4 separate regions of the Mus musculus genome follow, and all the other regions are linked to region 1. Evidence: chromatin contacts called from public HiChIP or PLAC-seq and promoter capture Hi-C data. All regions are on one chromosome and are shown on one strand. The core of a region is the stretch at or near the end of the contact, and the rest is flanking DNA. Distances in the headings are between cores, read along the strand shown.

What was found. HiChIP or PLAC-seq counts read pairs in DNA pulled down with a chosen protein or histone mark. Capture Hi-C pulls out chosen DNA fragments and counts their contacts.
Region 2: a contact with region 1 is called in a promoter capture Hi-C map of adipose tissue. The contact joins the promoter of Ccpg1 here to the promoter of Prtg in region 1. A contact is called at or near these places in 1 of 39 promoter capture datasets (embryonic stem cells), 2 of 115 datasets of contacts at active chromatin or transcription factors (embryonic stem cells and memory CD8 T cells) and 2 of 9 other capture datasets (adipose tissue and liver).
Region 3: a contact with region 1 is called in an H3K27ac HiChIP or PLAC-seq map of embryonic stem cells, with 10 read pairs. The contact joins the enhancer-like site here to the promoter of Prtg in region 1. A contact is called at or near these places in 2 of 39 promoter capture datasets (cranial neural crest and stem cell-derived epiblast-like cells), 1 of 484 Hi-C or Micro-C datasets (reprogramming fibroblasts) and 2 of 115 datasets of contacts at active chromatin or transcription factors (embryonic stem cells and stem cell-derived anterior neural progenitor cells).
Region 4: a contact with region 1 is called in a promoter capture Hi-C map of liver. The contact joins the promoter of Pigbos1 here to the promoter of Prtg in region 1. A contact is called at or near these places in 11 of 39 promoter capture datasets (the HPC-7 cell line, cranial neural crest, embryonic stem cells and 6 more), 1 of 484 Hi-C or Micro-C datasets (embryonic stem cells), 1 of 115 datasets of contacts at active chromatin or transcription factors (embryonic stem cells) and 2 of 9 other capture datasets (adipose tissue and liver).

Annotation. Positions count from the first base shown.
Region 1 is chr9:72,805,852-72,809,257 of GRCm38.p6, reverse strand. Prtg (protogenin) reads right to left here and starts at 1,984. Exons shown (of 20, transcript NM_175485.4): 1 at 1,726-1,984. The coding sequence starts at 1,801.
Region 2 is chr9:72,983,958-72,987,326 of GRCm38.p6, reverse strand. Ccpg1 (cell cycle progression 1) reads right to left here and starts at 1,823. Exons shown (of 9, transcript NM_001286544.1): 1 at 1,654-1,823. Ccpg1os (cell cycle progression 1, opposite strand) reads left to right here and starts at 1,951. Exons shown (of 2, transcript NM_001198789.1): 1 at 1,951-2,186. The coding sequence starts at 2,160.
Region 3 is chr9:72,638,314-72,642,033 of GRCm38.p6, reverse strand. No RefSeq gene overlaps it. Among named protein-coding and RNA genes, the nearest start is that of Gm23057, 6.7 kb to the right of the region's middle. RefSeq lists an enhancer at 568-2,940. Within about 2 kb of position 1,878, at least 366 of the 459 cell types and tissues checked have an H3K27ac peak or open chromatin away from gene starts, as enhancers often do. A contact at or near this core is called in embryonic stem cells, reprogramming fibroblasts, stem cell-derived anterior neural progenitor cells and 1 more, where this site is marked.
Region 4 is chr9:73,037,910-73,041,166 of GRCm38.p6, reverse strand. Pigbos1 (Pigb opposite strand 1) reads right to left here and starts at 1,449. Exons shown (of 2, transcript NM_001308425.1): 1 at 1,302-1,449. It overlaps Pigb (phosphatidylinositol glycan anchor biosynthesis, class B), which reads left to right and starts at 1,468. Exons shown (of 12, transcript NM_018889.3): 1 at 1,468-1,705; 2 at 2,409-2,544. The coding sequence starts at 1,576.

The sequences.
Region 1 (3,406 bases), core at 735-3,234:
CAGCCTAAAAATTTGGTTCTCAGGTTTCTCGCCAGAGACCCAAAATCATCAGAACCTACTAGCACAGGCTGTTTGCTACTTTACAAGCTTGTCAAAAAGATCTTGAACAGGGTTAAGTCATAAAAGTCTAATTTTACAAGAAATCATTAGCAAAACTCCAACTCTGTGAACAAGCAAGTTTATTTCCTTGTCCCCTGAAGTGTTTTTGGGAAACCCGGCACCTACTCCTTTGGGAAGTACGTTTATCTTTTGTGACAAATTACAAGTTTGCATTTTTTTTTTCCTATCTGCCCTTTTACAGCAGGGATGCTGTCTCCACTCCTTAAAAGAAATCCATTTACTTCATTTCTGCCAAGCCAGCTAGGTATTTAAAGGGCACACAATAGACTTTGAAAAGTTGGTAACTTGCCGCTTGTACTCAGTGGGTGATCGGGTTAGGAAACCTTTATTTCACTTTTTTAGTGCTACCAACTGTTGGAAAAAAAATGCGTGACTAATTGGTCCTTACTGTCTAAGAAGGATAGGAGATTGCTTAATCAACCAATACACATTTTTATCAGAGCAGAGGAAATGCTTTATCCAAGCATACACAAGCCCCAGGTCCCCCAGAATAAAGCACTCCTGCCATCAGAGCAAAAGCTTGTTGATTTGAGCCAACAAAAAAAGTGGGGGTCTTGGTGGGAGTTGTTTTTTTTTTTTTTTTTTTTTTTTTTAAACATTTCTTCTGGTCAGTTCGAGGCCCTGGTTACAAATACTCAGTAATGATTTATCTGTTTCTGATCAAGATAGATCCTGAAAACCTCAGAGTCTGGGGCTCCAGACTTCCCCTAAGGTCTGCCTTGGGCAGCTACCCCAACAGCCCTGCAGCGTGCACCACTCCGGAAGACGCCCATTGTGTTTCTGAGCCGCATCCCACTTTGATCCTTTCTCTTGCTAACTGAAACTAACTCCTCCAGGGGGGGAAAAAAAAGATACGAAAGAAAAAAAAAAGAAAGAAAAGAAGAGAAGGAGGAGGGGAAAGAAGGGGAGAAGGAGAAGGAGGAAGAGACCAGTGAGGGTAACTTATAAATGAATAACTCAAGCCCCTCTCGTCAAAGACCCTCCTTTCCCTAATATTCACTTTACATTTTCCTGTCCTTGAAGAAACCAAGACTGCAGAAAGGGAAATAAATAAATTTATGCAAGTTTGTGCAAGGTTAATCTAGAGATTTCAGGGACCTCTAGCTGGGAACCCAAAGACCTACATACAGAAAGTAAGTTCTATTCAGACACCTTTCTCCTTGCCTCTCTTGGGGCATAAATGGGCCATACAACTTTCTCTTTGCAATTTCATCCTCCCATCTTCTTGCTCAGTTTGGAGCTTCGAAAACGTGGGGCGCCCCGCTTGGCCACCGAGACCTGGAGGAACCCCACTGCAAACCCTGGAAACGGCGCGCAACCGCGGCGCCCCCCTGCGTGGAGAGGCTGCCACTCAGGAAACAATATAAATAAAACCACGTGCGGCCGCGGCCGGGGAGGCAGCGCGGAGCCCCCAGCTGGCCGCAGCTCGGACAATGGCATGAACTGGGCTAGTGGTCAGCGGATCCAGGGAGACTCGGCCTCGGCCTCGGAGCGCTCCGAGAGCGCATCCGGAGAGAACCCTGGCCAGCCCCACCACCCGGGGCATCCCTGCCCGTCCCCCTCCCCGCGCACGGTCGCGCACACTCGCATGGGAAGCGCGCCCACCTGGAACCGAGCCGAGCGGCGGCAGTAGCAGCAACAGCAGCAGGGGCAGCATCCCCGGGCGCACGGGAGGCGCCATTCAGCGGGGCTGCGCGGGCATGCTCCCGGGCTGTTCGCCCGCGCCCGCTGCTCCCGCTGCTCTCCTGGACCCGCAGCTCCTGCTGCAACCCGCTGCTCCGGCGTGGGAAGGCGACGCGCCGCTTGCAGGCGCACGGAGCCCCGCGAGTGCGCCAGGCCGCGGGGACCACGCGCGCCGCGTCCAGCCGGGGGCGGAGGGAGGCTGTAGAGGGCGGCGCAGTGGACAGCCTGGCCGGCCGGGGACTACTTTCTACATCTGGCCCCTGGGCCCCGCACGGCGAGGTCGGCGCTGCTGGCGGAGGGACACGCTGAGATCGCCTGGGCGACCCCGGGGACAGGGGGAGGGCCCCGCTGGACAATGCACCTGGGGGTCAAGCCCCCGCCCCTCGGCCTGCGCGCCACGGCCGGCCACCGGGCCACAAAGGCCAATCCTCCTGGCCGCGGCCAGCCCCCCGGGGCCCTTCTCCCTCCTGCGGGCCAGTTGAAGATTCTGCACGGAGGAGGGGGTTGGGGTGGAGGGATGGTGTTGAGAGATGTGGAAAGGCCGGAGACTTCTCCCCTGATGGCCCCTGCCCATCCCCCTGCCTTGCTCACCAGCCCAGGCCCTGTTCAGGGAAACCCAGTTCCCACTTCTGAGGCTTGTCAGCGCCCCCGGAGGCATCCTATGGCGACAACCCCCACCCCCCAACTACCACCCACATTTGGAGACTGTTCTTATCTTCTCTGGTCTCATCAGATCCAGCCCTGGCTTCAAAATCATCTTAGAGAGCCCTAAAATTAGCAGTTACTTTGGGGGGCGGGGGACGTTTTAACACTGCTTCAAGCTAATTAAGTTTTTAATGTGAGAACTAAACTCAGAAAGTAGAGAGAGTAGAAGTGAGACCAGGGGCTATCCAGGGCTTGCTGTGCGAGGCCAGACTTTGGGGGTTACCTGCTTAAAAGTTAGGCTGATGAAAGAAGACACCAACGATGGGAATTTGTTCACAGCTCTTGAAATTAATTAAGGATAACCCAGAGGAGTCGATACGTACATTTAAAGAGGGCGGGCTAACGGGGGGAGGGGGGGGTACCGTATGGAGCCTACAGAGCTTTTACACGTGGATTAGCGTTTGCTAATCCCGATCTAAATCTTTGGCACATGACGAGGGCACAGGCTAAAAGCTAACTTTAATTAAAGCCGCTGACGGAAATCTAGCTTTTGTCACTAACTGCCTTTAGCAAGTTCCAGGAATCCTCCTGATTGCATGCGGGGAGGAGGGTGGGAGTGAGAGAGGGGAGAGTGGTTTTGGAAAGCCTTTAGGACTCCCGCACTTACTCTAAAATGTACTTAAAGAAAAGTCAGTCTACTTTACAATTTCATTTTAACCCCGTGTAAAATAACAGTTGCGTCCGAATTTGTCTTATAATTTAGATGAGTTTGGACAATTTCTAAACCTCAGAATATAAATTCGAATAGAAAGAAAAATGACATATGGAACTATTGCCTTTTAAATTACATTTTTGTTTGGGTTGTTTTGAAACGGGGTCTCATTTGCAGTCCAGACAAACATGGGCCTCACTCCTATGCTGTCCAGACTGGCTGGCATAGGTTTGAGCCAGCATTCCC
Region 2 (3,369 bases), core at 574-3,073, 180 kb before region 1:
CAGCTCAATGGTGGAGAACAAATACTAGGAGGACAGTTCCCAACTCTTCTGGTCTCCACAGGCACTGCATACACAAGCTGCCTTTACAGCAGACAAAACATACAAAAACACATCTTTTAAAAAAAAAAAAAAAAAAAAAAAGGTGGTGCATCCCCAGAAAACACAGTAAAGCGTAAAGAGGTCAGTTTAGTTTCACATCCTAGACAATCACCTTCATAACTAAATATCCTTAAAACTCCAATGGAAACACAACAGTCTATTCTTTGGCTTACAGTACAAAACTGGTTCTAGGAGTTGTTCTGATCATCCTGGGGCTTAAACTCAGGGCCTCACATACATTAAGCAAGTACTGTACCAAAGAACTACATTCTCCGGTCTTTTTATACAGAAATATGCTCTCCACTATATTGCTCAAGTGGTCTCAAACTTGCCATTCCCCTGCTTCAGTTTCTAAATATCTGGGGTACCACCTTTAACTGGAATTTCAACTTTGGTGTAACAGGGTTAAAACAGCATTTACAGCAGGCTCCATGGTACCCAACTACGATCACAGTGCCTAGGACGCTTAGGCAAGAGAACTCCCAGGTCTAGCCTGGGATATATTAGTATCAGGACAGCCAGAGATACACAGCAAGAAAAAAAAGCCAAAAGCATTAACTCACCCTTAACAACCTTCTCAGTTCCCCTGTGACTTGAGCTTGTCAGAATAGCAAACTACTCACACCAGTTATACATGATAAATATCCCCTGAGAAATCTAAGACCTATTAAGATTGGGATCTTAAAGTTAGTCGGTGGACTCAGAAGGCAGAGGCAAACGGATTTCTGAGTTGGAGGTCAGCTTGGACTACAGTGCAAGTTTTAGGATAGGTGGAGATACACAGAGAAACCCTACCTCAAAAAACAAAAACAAACAAACCAAAAAAACCCAATCCACCCACTCCAAAAAAAAAAAAAAAAGGCGAAAGAAAAAATATTGGGTCTTTAAGATAGTTAGTGCTGACATTTCAAACATTATGTGACCTTGCTGGAAAGGTCTCATAGCACCCCTAACTGAGAATAACCAACTGGTTGCCCTTTCTAGGGACAAGCAGCCCCATACAGCCAATAAAGCAAAAGTGGGAGAGGGCAGTGCATGATGGTTCACCCTTAAGGAAAACACCCCAGCTGGTTGCGGTCTAGAACTCGGGCGCTGCCCCTGGCAGAGTTGGGATAAATGAGAGGTAAACACAAACGACACACGCGCAGCTGCTACTTAGGACAAGCCGTCAGCCTAACAAACGCTGGTAAGGACCCGGAGGGGAAGCGTGAAGAACGGGCGGAGAACAGGCTTCGGGGCTGAATAGGAGTATACTTCTGGGGTGCACACTTTTCTATTCCTGACACCTGGGACCTCCGAGCCGGCTCAGAGTGACGCACGCGGCATCTCAGCATACGGATGCAGCTGCACCTGAATCCCGGGGCGCCCAGCTCCGAGCTCGCGGGGCTGCAGCCTGCGAGCCCGCGCCTAACACCTGCCAGGTCGCGCCCTCCGCCCGAGGTCGCCCGAGGACCAAGGCATCCACCAGGAGAAAGCCTCCCGGCGCTGCGCCCGAAGGTACGAGTTGCAGCCCGCGGCCGCCCCATCAGCCCGACCTGCGCCCCAGGGTCTTACCCGAAGACAGCGCCTCTTCCGCCCGACCGCGCCAGCTGTCACCGTGGCGGCGTCCGCGCTCCAGACGCCAGTGACGCCTCATAAAAACAACAACCTGCTCGCAGGCGTCCGCAGCGGGGAAGCGGTGGCAGGCGCGGCGCAGCAAGGCATGCTGGGACTTGAAGTTCCTCCTACGTCTCCTGCCAGCTCGCGGCGAGCAAAAAGAACTACGACTCCCGAAGATGCGTACGGCCCGCACCCCTGAGGCTACCGGAAGCTGGGCGGAGCGACTGCGGATCTCCACAACATCCGGGCTCCCACGCCTGCAGCCGGTTGCCACGGAGACGGGCTGCCACACTGGAAGACGGAGGGTTTCCACCCACCGTCTTCCTCCCCAGAAATTGTAGTTTACGGGACTCCGATCGTCTTGCTGTTGCTTTCCGTCGGTTCTGTAAGAAGACTGGGCCCTACGCCTTCGCCAGACTTCTCGCTATCAGGAAAGAGTTGCTTTTGCCGAAGAGATTAAGATGGCGAGAGAGACAGACTGCGACTTGGTGGGTTTGGGCAGAGAGCTAGATGCTTTTGAAAGTCGAATTCATAATAGTGTTTGAGGCACCATCTACTCCCACTCACTAGTCACCAAGCTGTTATATTTACAAGTTTAAATGCACGATCCACAAAGTAATTACTCTGAAGGTGTATAGGAGGCACCTCACTACAAATGATCTTTTGTCCAGGATGGTTTTTGTTTTGCATTATCTATTTGCAGTCGTGGGGATCGAACTCAGGGACTTGTGCATGGTAGGTAATCTCTGTTCTACTGAACTACACCTCCCAGCCCTAGAACCTTCATGTTTTTGTCACTTAGAGTATGCCTAGTCTAAAAGGATGGAAGAGGGTGAATAGGAGTGCACTCACCCCAGAGGGAAGTTACCGTTCCTCTGTCCCCTACCTGTCTAGTGAGTAAACAGTAAAGGAAACCATTCAACAAGCTGATGTTGGGCAAAAGCTAGTTCACATTTAGATCTGATATTTGTGTTGCTGTAACTAGGGATTGAACCTCAAGCCTCACACAAGCTAAGAAAGCCCTCTACAAAGGAGGTAGATCCCTAACCCCTCGTTTTTGTTTGGGTGAGAGGGGAGTTCTGGGTGGTGGGTTTTTTTTGAGACAGAGCTTCTCAGAGTAACTCGGGCTGACTTTAAATTCTTTGTGTAGCTGGCACTGAATTCCAGAACCCCTTGCCTTTATTTCCCAAGTGTTAGGATTACAGGCCTATGCTACTACACTCTGCTCTTCCAACTTGGTGAACAGGCGAAAATTTAAATAACAAAGCTGGCTTTACAGTGAGTGGGTTTGTAAAGTGGTACTTACTTTGATTACTTATGAGCTGTAGACGAGATAGCACGGTCCCCCATGACTTGGTGTAGATAAGACACCTGGTGACTTGGATTATTGAAGTGACTTTTTAAAATCATTAAATCTAGACCTGAAGGTGATTGTGTTAGTCAGGGTTCTCTAGAGTCACAGAACCTATGGATAGTCTCTATATAGTAAAAGAATTTATTGATGACTTACAGTCCCCAGCCCAATTCCCAACAATGGTTCAGTCGCAGCTGTGAATGGAAGTCCAAGGATCCAGCAGTTACTCACTCAGTCTCACACAGCAAGCAGGCGAAGGAGCAAGAGCAAGACTCCCTTCTTCCAATGTCCTTATATTGTCTCCAGCAGAAGGTGTA
Region 3 (3,720 bases), core at 629-3,128, 170 kb after region 1:
GCCCATGCTTGAAATTTTTAAGCCAACATGTGTTTTCTTTCCCAAAATGATTGCTGACTGACCCAGTAGAATGTCATGCATTGTTTAAGGGAGCAGCTGGTCTAACCTAGTACAAAAAAGGAGATCGAAAGTCAGAACTCTCTCTCTCTCTCTTTCCCTCTCTCTCTCTCTCTTTCCCTCTCTCTCTCTCTCGTGTGTGTGTGTGTGTGTGTGTGTGTGTGTGTGTGTGTGTGTGAAGTTCTCTGTGTAGATTTATTATGCGTGCCTGTGTATGTTCCCTAAGGTTGTTTTTTTGTTTTGTTTTTGTTTTTCAGATAGTGTCTCACCATGTTGAACAGGATGGTTTTAAAAGAACCTCATGAGTATCTGGGACTGGGTGTGTGCACCTTGACTCAGCTGTGTGTGTTTAATTAAATTCGGGGCCGGTACACTTGTCTGAATGTGTACACAGGCACCAGGTTTGAAGTTTATGGTTAAAATGACTCAAGGGCAAAGATATTTAACTCTGTTAATATGTCAGTGAAAAAAACAGAACACCCCACAATTCTACAAGTTGTGGAAACTTTCACCCTGCCCCTTTAAGAACATGTCACCACCTCTAGACCTTTCCTTTTGGATTAATTCAGAGTCTATCTTTAGGAACTCCTCAGGCATTCTTTCCCTTTATACCTCAGGCTGAGTGCAGGTGGCAGGCGGCAGAGGGTATGTGACACCACTTAGTTCTGCACTGAGGAGGGAGGCCCTTCTGCCCTCTCTGCTTGCTAGCCTCCACTAAGGTACTTTTCTCTACTGTGGGTACCATTTGCTTTTGGGATTACTATCTTCTGCCCTGGATGCCTCCTGTATTTGCCGTGGCCCCTTGCTTGGGGTATAGCTCTCCCAGACTTACGTCCAACCCTTTGGGATCTACAGGTCTTCAAATGTAGCTGTGGACCCCGACCAAAGGCACGAAACCTACTGTAACCAGTCAAGCAGAGATGGTTGGTATTCTAAAGAAACACTGTGTCCTTCCTTCCCTCTGGTCTGCAGACTATTGAAACAATGGGCCCCAGTAAACGGGAATTTCCCCAAAAGCTCTTGCTGGGAGAAGAGAAAGTCAGAGGGGGAAAAATAAAATCAGGAAAGAGATCCACAATTCGTCAGACTGCGTTGTGGGAGAGGTAAGGAGGAACAGCGGTAGGTGGGACCACAGTCTGCCCCAGACTGCTTGCTTAGCCTGGCCCCTACTTAAAACTGAACCTTCCATCAGGACGGGCTCACTAGAGTTCTTTGTCCTTCTCAATGTGACCACATTGAATAAAAATCTCTTCTTTCTGTTTTCATTATTAACTGGGCTGCTTTTTTTGGCTTACTCAGGACGGTTGTCGAAACATACTTTCTTGAGGCCCAGGCTGGGGCCTCAAATCCAGTAACATTTATCTAGGATATTCTGGCCCCTTGAAGCTCACACGCCCCAACTCCACTTCTCTCTGCTCTCCCACCCTCCTCCAGCCCGGCTGTTTTGTTTGCAACCCTCCTTCGGTGTGGGGTGTTTTTCCAAGTCCCCAGACAGAAAGAATGCCTGAGCTGCCTCTCCTCTAAGATTCCCTTTCACCCAGCTGGAGAATTCCACCCTTCTGGCTTTCTCCCTAGGCTCCTCCCCCCTAACCAGGAAGGTCTTTTATTGCCTTTTTGTGTGTGACAGGAAATTGCAATGACCTCATGGTCGTATGGTTTATATTAAAAACTATACTATACCATGCCTCAGATCGAAATATTTGAGGATATTTCGTAAGTTTGAAACAGAACAAGCGGGCCCTTCTTATCAACCAGTAGGCCCTGAGCCTGTTTGCGCAACGTGTTATTCTTGCCCTCACCCCATCCCCCTCTCAGCTCCGGAGCTAGCCGCTTGCAGGTCACATGATCTGTAAACCCTAGCTAGGTCCATCCCCTCGAGACAGCAGTGCGAGCCGGGCCTGGAGAAGTCTGGGTATTTTCTGGGCTAGCTGTGGAAAGTGCTGGCCACTGCCGCGTTCCACCGCGGCTCCAGCTTCCTCCTAGGATCATCTCCCAGCCTCTCTGGTCTTGCTGTAATCGGTTTCTGAGAGATCTTCAGCGTCCAGTCTGCTTTCTCACTGCCTCTGTTTCTTGTGCATCTAATTATCTGTTCAGTATTGCACACGCGCGCGCGCGCGCACACACACACACACACACCCCCGTAAGGGTTTTTGTTGTTGTTGTTGTTGCCATTTTGAGACAATCTGCTGGATCCCAGGTTAGCCTCAAATTCACTTAGGAGCAGAGGGTGTCTGAGTTGCTGATTTACTTTAGCTCCTGAGTGCTGAGGTCACGTGTGCATCACCATGTCTGGTTTATAGGGAGCTGGGGCTTTGTGTATACCAGGCAAACACTCTAACAGCTAAGCTCCTCCCCCTCCCCCTCCTCTTTCTTTTCTTTCTTTGTTCTTTTTTAAGACAGAATTTCTCAGTGTAGGCCTGGCTATCCTGGAACTTGCTCTGTAGACAGACCAGGCTGGCCTCAAATTCAGAGATCCATCTGCCTCTGCCACCCGAGTGCTGGGATTAAAGGTGTGCGCCACCACTGCCTGGCTCACTGAGGGTTCTTGAAGTGTTTTCTTGATTAGAATATAATGGAGAGATCAGGCTTTGAAGACCTTCTGAAATGATGTTCAAGAGAAAACGAGTAATTCTTTGCGTCCCAGCTATAAAAGCCCCAGAACTTTTGAAAGCAGTGATGTTTAAACTAGAGTAAAAGTCATGAGCAAGAAATACAAAAATAAAAAGCACATCAACATATTTCAAAACCTCTCGCTACCAAAGCCCCAAAGGTACTGTGTCCGTCATATTGCCTTACGGGCAGCCATTTGCTGGTCTGTCTGCTCCTGTGCAGAGTTCTCAGCTGTTACAGTCTTGTGACTATTTTGGTCCTGTGCAGCTACATCAGATTCCAAGTAACCAGTTTTTAAGCCCTGTCTTAACTGGATATTTCATATGGGAACAGAATACATTTGATGCTTAAGTAATGGACTCTTAATAAAACTTACAGGCTGATGTTTTAGAGTTAACTTTATAACAGTATTTGAATATCCTCATTTTATGTAACCTATATCCTTTCATTTACAGCAAGTGAATTTACATTATTGCTCTATTAGAATTATAATAATTATTATAATTATTTTGGTCTTTTGAGACAGGTTCTTACTACATAGCCAAGCCTAGCCCAGCTTTGTGATCCCCAAAACGCAGTCTTCTGAGTGTCCAGAGTATAGGCAGATGGTGCCATGTCTCGTTCTCTCTCTCTCTCTCTCTCTCTCTCACTCACTCTCTCCATGTAGCCCTAGCTGTCTTGGAACTCACTGTATGAACAGGCTGGAGAGTGCTGGGATTAAAAGCACCATCTGGCTTTTTTTTGTTTTGTTTTGTTTTAGAATTATTTATGGTTATATGTAAGTACACTGCAGCTGTCTTCAGACACACCAGAAGAAGGCATCAGATCCCATTACAGATGGTTGTAAGCCACCATGTGGTTGCTGGGATTTGAACTCAGGACCTTCAGAAGAGCAGTCAGCGCTCTTAACCACTGAGCCATCTCTCCAGCCCCTCTTTTGTATTTTTAAGCATCTCAAATTAATAGTATGAGTAACTTTTATAGTGGAAAAATGTAGGAAAAGTAAGTTTGGGTTTACATTTTCTCTTACTTTACCATTTTATACATATTTAT
Region 4 (3,257 bases), core at 200-2,699, 230 kb before region 1:
TAAAGGATGATAGAGAGAGGGGACAAGTGACCTCACTATGCCTTCTGCAGTAGCTGTAACTCTTTTAAGCAAGCTGTATGACAAAAGCGATTTTTAAGAGGCTGTAAAACTTCACTGAGCCAGGTGTGGTGGTGCAGGATTTTAATTCCAGCACCAGGTGTGGGCAGAGACTATGTGAGTCTGAGGCCTGTCTGGTCTAAAGAGCTGAGTTCCAAGCCAGCCAAGGCTACATAGTAAGAGCCTATCTCAAAAAAAGCAAAAGCAAATTATGTTGAGTTCTTTTGATATTTTAGGAGAAATCAAACGCAAATCATTTGCATGCCTTCTTTGAGAAAAATGGGGTGGGGGTGTAGAAGATTTTGCTTCTCGATCCAACAACTGAAAACAGTAGAAAGTGACAAATGAACAACACAGCACTTTCCGTGTCAACCCCCTCAGCATCTGGGTCAGAGGCTGTGAATGAAGAGAGCACAGGGAAGGAGCCACACACTTTCTGGACTCCGATATGGATCCTTAATCCAAGCCTCAGGTCACAAAAATAATCAGCAACTCCTTCCTGTACTGTAAGGAGCTTGCCCTAAATAGTTCTCAGGCATAATTTAAGCTCGCCGAGGAAAGAAAAGCATGTCTTCTCCTGGATTATACAGTTGACCACACAAAAGACAATTTATGTGTATGGGTGTTCGTCTTCATGTATGTATCTGCAATAGCACGCATGCCTGGTACCCTCGGAGACACCAGGCTAGTATATGGGTATTCTGCAAGTGCAGTCAGTGTTTTTAAGCCCTGAACCAGTTCTCCAGCCCCCACCAACTAATTTTTTAAATGCCTTGATTGCTGGTCATGATGGCCCATGCTTTTGATCCCAACATCCATAAGACAGAGGCAGGAGTTTGAGGCCAGTCTGGTCTACACAGCAAGTTCCAGGCCAGCCACGGTTATATAAGACTGTGGCCCTGTCACAAAGATAAGAGGAGACAGAGTGTGGTGGCTTAGGCATTAAATCCCAGCACTCATGAGGCAGAGACGGTAATTCTCCCGAGTTCAAGGCCAGTCTGATCTACATAGTGAGATCGACTCCAGAAAATAAAAAGTTGATTAGAAAATAGATAATTAGGGATAGAGAAATCCATTGGGGTGGTAAAAAATTGATAATAAAAATTCATTGAGTTATAACTTTTTCCTATTATTGTAAGAACCGTGATGAAACTTCCCACGCGAGGACGTGGCGTGAGGGATGAGCACCGCGGTCACCCGGGAGCTGGTCCTCAGCGATGCACTGCCTCCCTCTGCTCTGTTACCTCCGAGCGCCTCCTCGGCGGGCGCTGTGCGAGGTGTGTCAGGCGGAGTAAAGAATCCAGAATCTTTATTTTTGTCTTTTCCAGCATTGAACACTGGTCAGGGAGGTTTGCTCCTGACCCACCCGGAGACTCATCCGCTTCCGGCAGCACTTCCTGCCGCGGTAGTGCCGGAGCAGCGAAGGGACGGCGGCTCGCGGGGCCCAATCTTAGTGGCATGTGTCCGCCTACAAGAAAGTGAGGGGCGGGCACCGTGGGCTGCAGGTAGCCGGGGAGGATGGAGTCCCAGGCCGCCGACTATAACCCGGCCTCCCGCAATCTCCACGGCAGCTCGGGAGAAATGAAGCTGCGGAGGAGGAAGTCCAGGCAGTACGTGAGCGCGCAGGAGAAACGCTCTCCGCGCCGTGGTGAGTGCCGGGCTCACGGCAGAGCTCGGGGCACCTGGGACTACACAGCGTGGTGGCAATGAGCTCAGGCTCGCTGAACACAGTCTCTTCGCTGTGTTGTGCTGACTGTGCTTAGACGTGTCTCAATCCTCCTGCATCAGTCTCCCCAGTGCTGTGTGGTGATGTCACATCATCACACCTGGCATACAGATTTTCACATAAAATCTTTCCCTACCTCCAAGCACCACCACTGTTGGTAACTAAAGCGAAAATACAGGCTGCCTGCACACTGGGAAAAGCAAACTTTGGAAACAGCCGACCGACTACCTAGTCAGTAACAGTATTTTTGTGTTGGGCAAAGCAGTTTCTGAACCTTAGCATCCTCACAAGTAAAACAGGTTCAGACTCACCAGTGGTTAACAAATTGTGTGTGTGTGTGCGTTGTGTGTTCTTTAGTGGGGTTTGTATCTATTTTTTGCGGTGGGGGGAGGTGTTCGTGGGTTGTTTTCTATTCCCTACAGATTGCTAGGGAATAGAAAACACTCCATGGCCTCAGCAAGCTAGACAAGAGTTCCACCCCTGAGCTAGTGCCTCAGCTAGCTCAGTGGAGTGCTGTGGAAGGTGTTAACAGAGAGGGAGCCAGTGCACCGGGCATGTGGCATTGGGGGGTGGGGGGAACTCGCTCACTTTTATGCCACACTTACTGCTTTGATTTGCTTTCCAGGTCTTCTTGGAGAAAACACTTACCTGGTCTTGTTTACCATCGCTCTGCGAATACTTAACTGCTTCTTAGTGCAGACAAGCTTTGTTCCTGATGAATACTGGCAGTCCCTCGAAGTTGCACACCGCATGGTTTTCAGATATCCTTTATGGTTTCTTTTCCACTCTGAGTGTGTCTTCATCTTAGGAGCTCAGTTCATGATTATATCTTTTCAGTAATTCTTTGAATAATTTCAGCTCAACCAAGTATGCTGTTGTTGTGTGCTGATAGTTACCGTATGTCTCCCTTTGACACAGACTTGACAGAGAAGAAAAACACACACACACACACAAAGAAAATATAGGCATGGTATCACATGACTTTTTAATCCCACCCAGTATTTAGGAGGCAGAAGCAGGTGGATTTCTGAGTTTGAGGCCAGCCTGATCTACAGAGCTAGTTCTAGGACAGCCAGGGCTATACAGAGAAACCCTGTCTCGGAAAACAAACAAAAATCAACAAACAAACAAAACACCAACAACAAAAGAACACCAACAAATGACTTGACGCTGCCTTTGAATTAGTATATACACCTAAATGATTTGTAGCCCCCGGATATAGAGAAAGTAAAAAGCACAATCCGTCCCAGCGTTTGGGAGGCTGAAGCAGCAGGATCGGAAGTTCAAGGATAGCCTGGACTAGCTCTGTTTCAAAACAAAGCCCGGTCATTGGGATGGCTCCGCTAGTAACAGCCTGCGAACACGGCCACCATAATCCTGTCCCTGAGACTCACACAAGGGTGGATAGAGAGGCTGGCATTGCTCAGTGGTTAGAACTACTCTTAACTGCTGAGGACCAGGCTCTTCCAGAGGA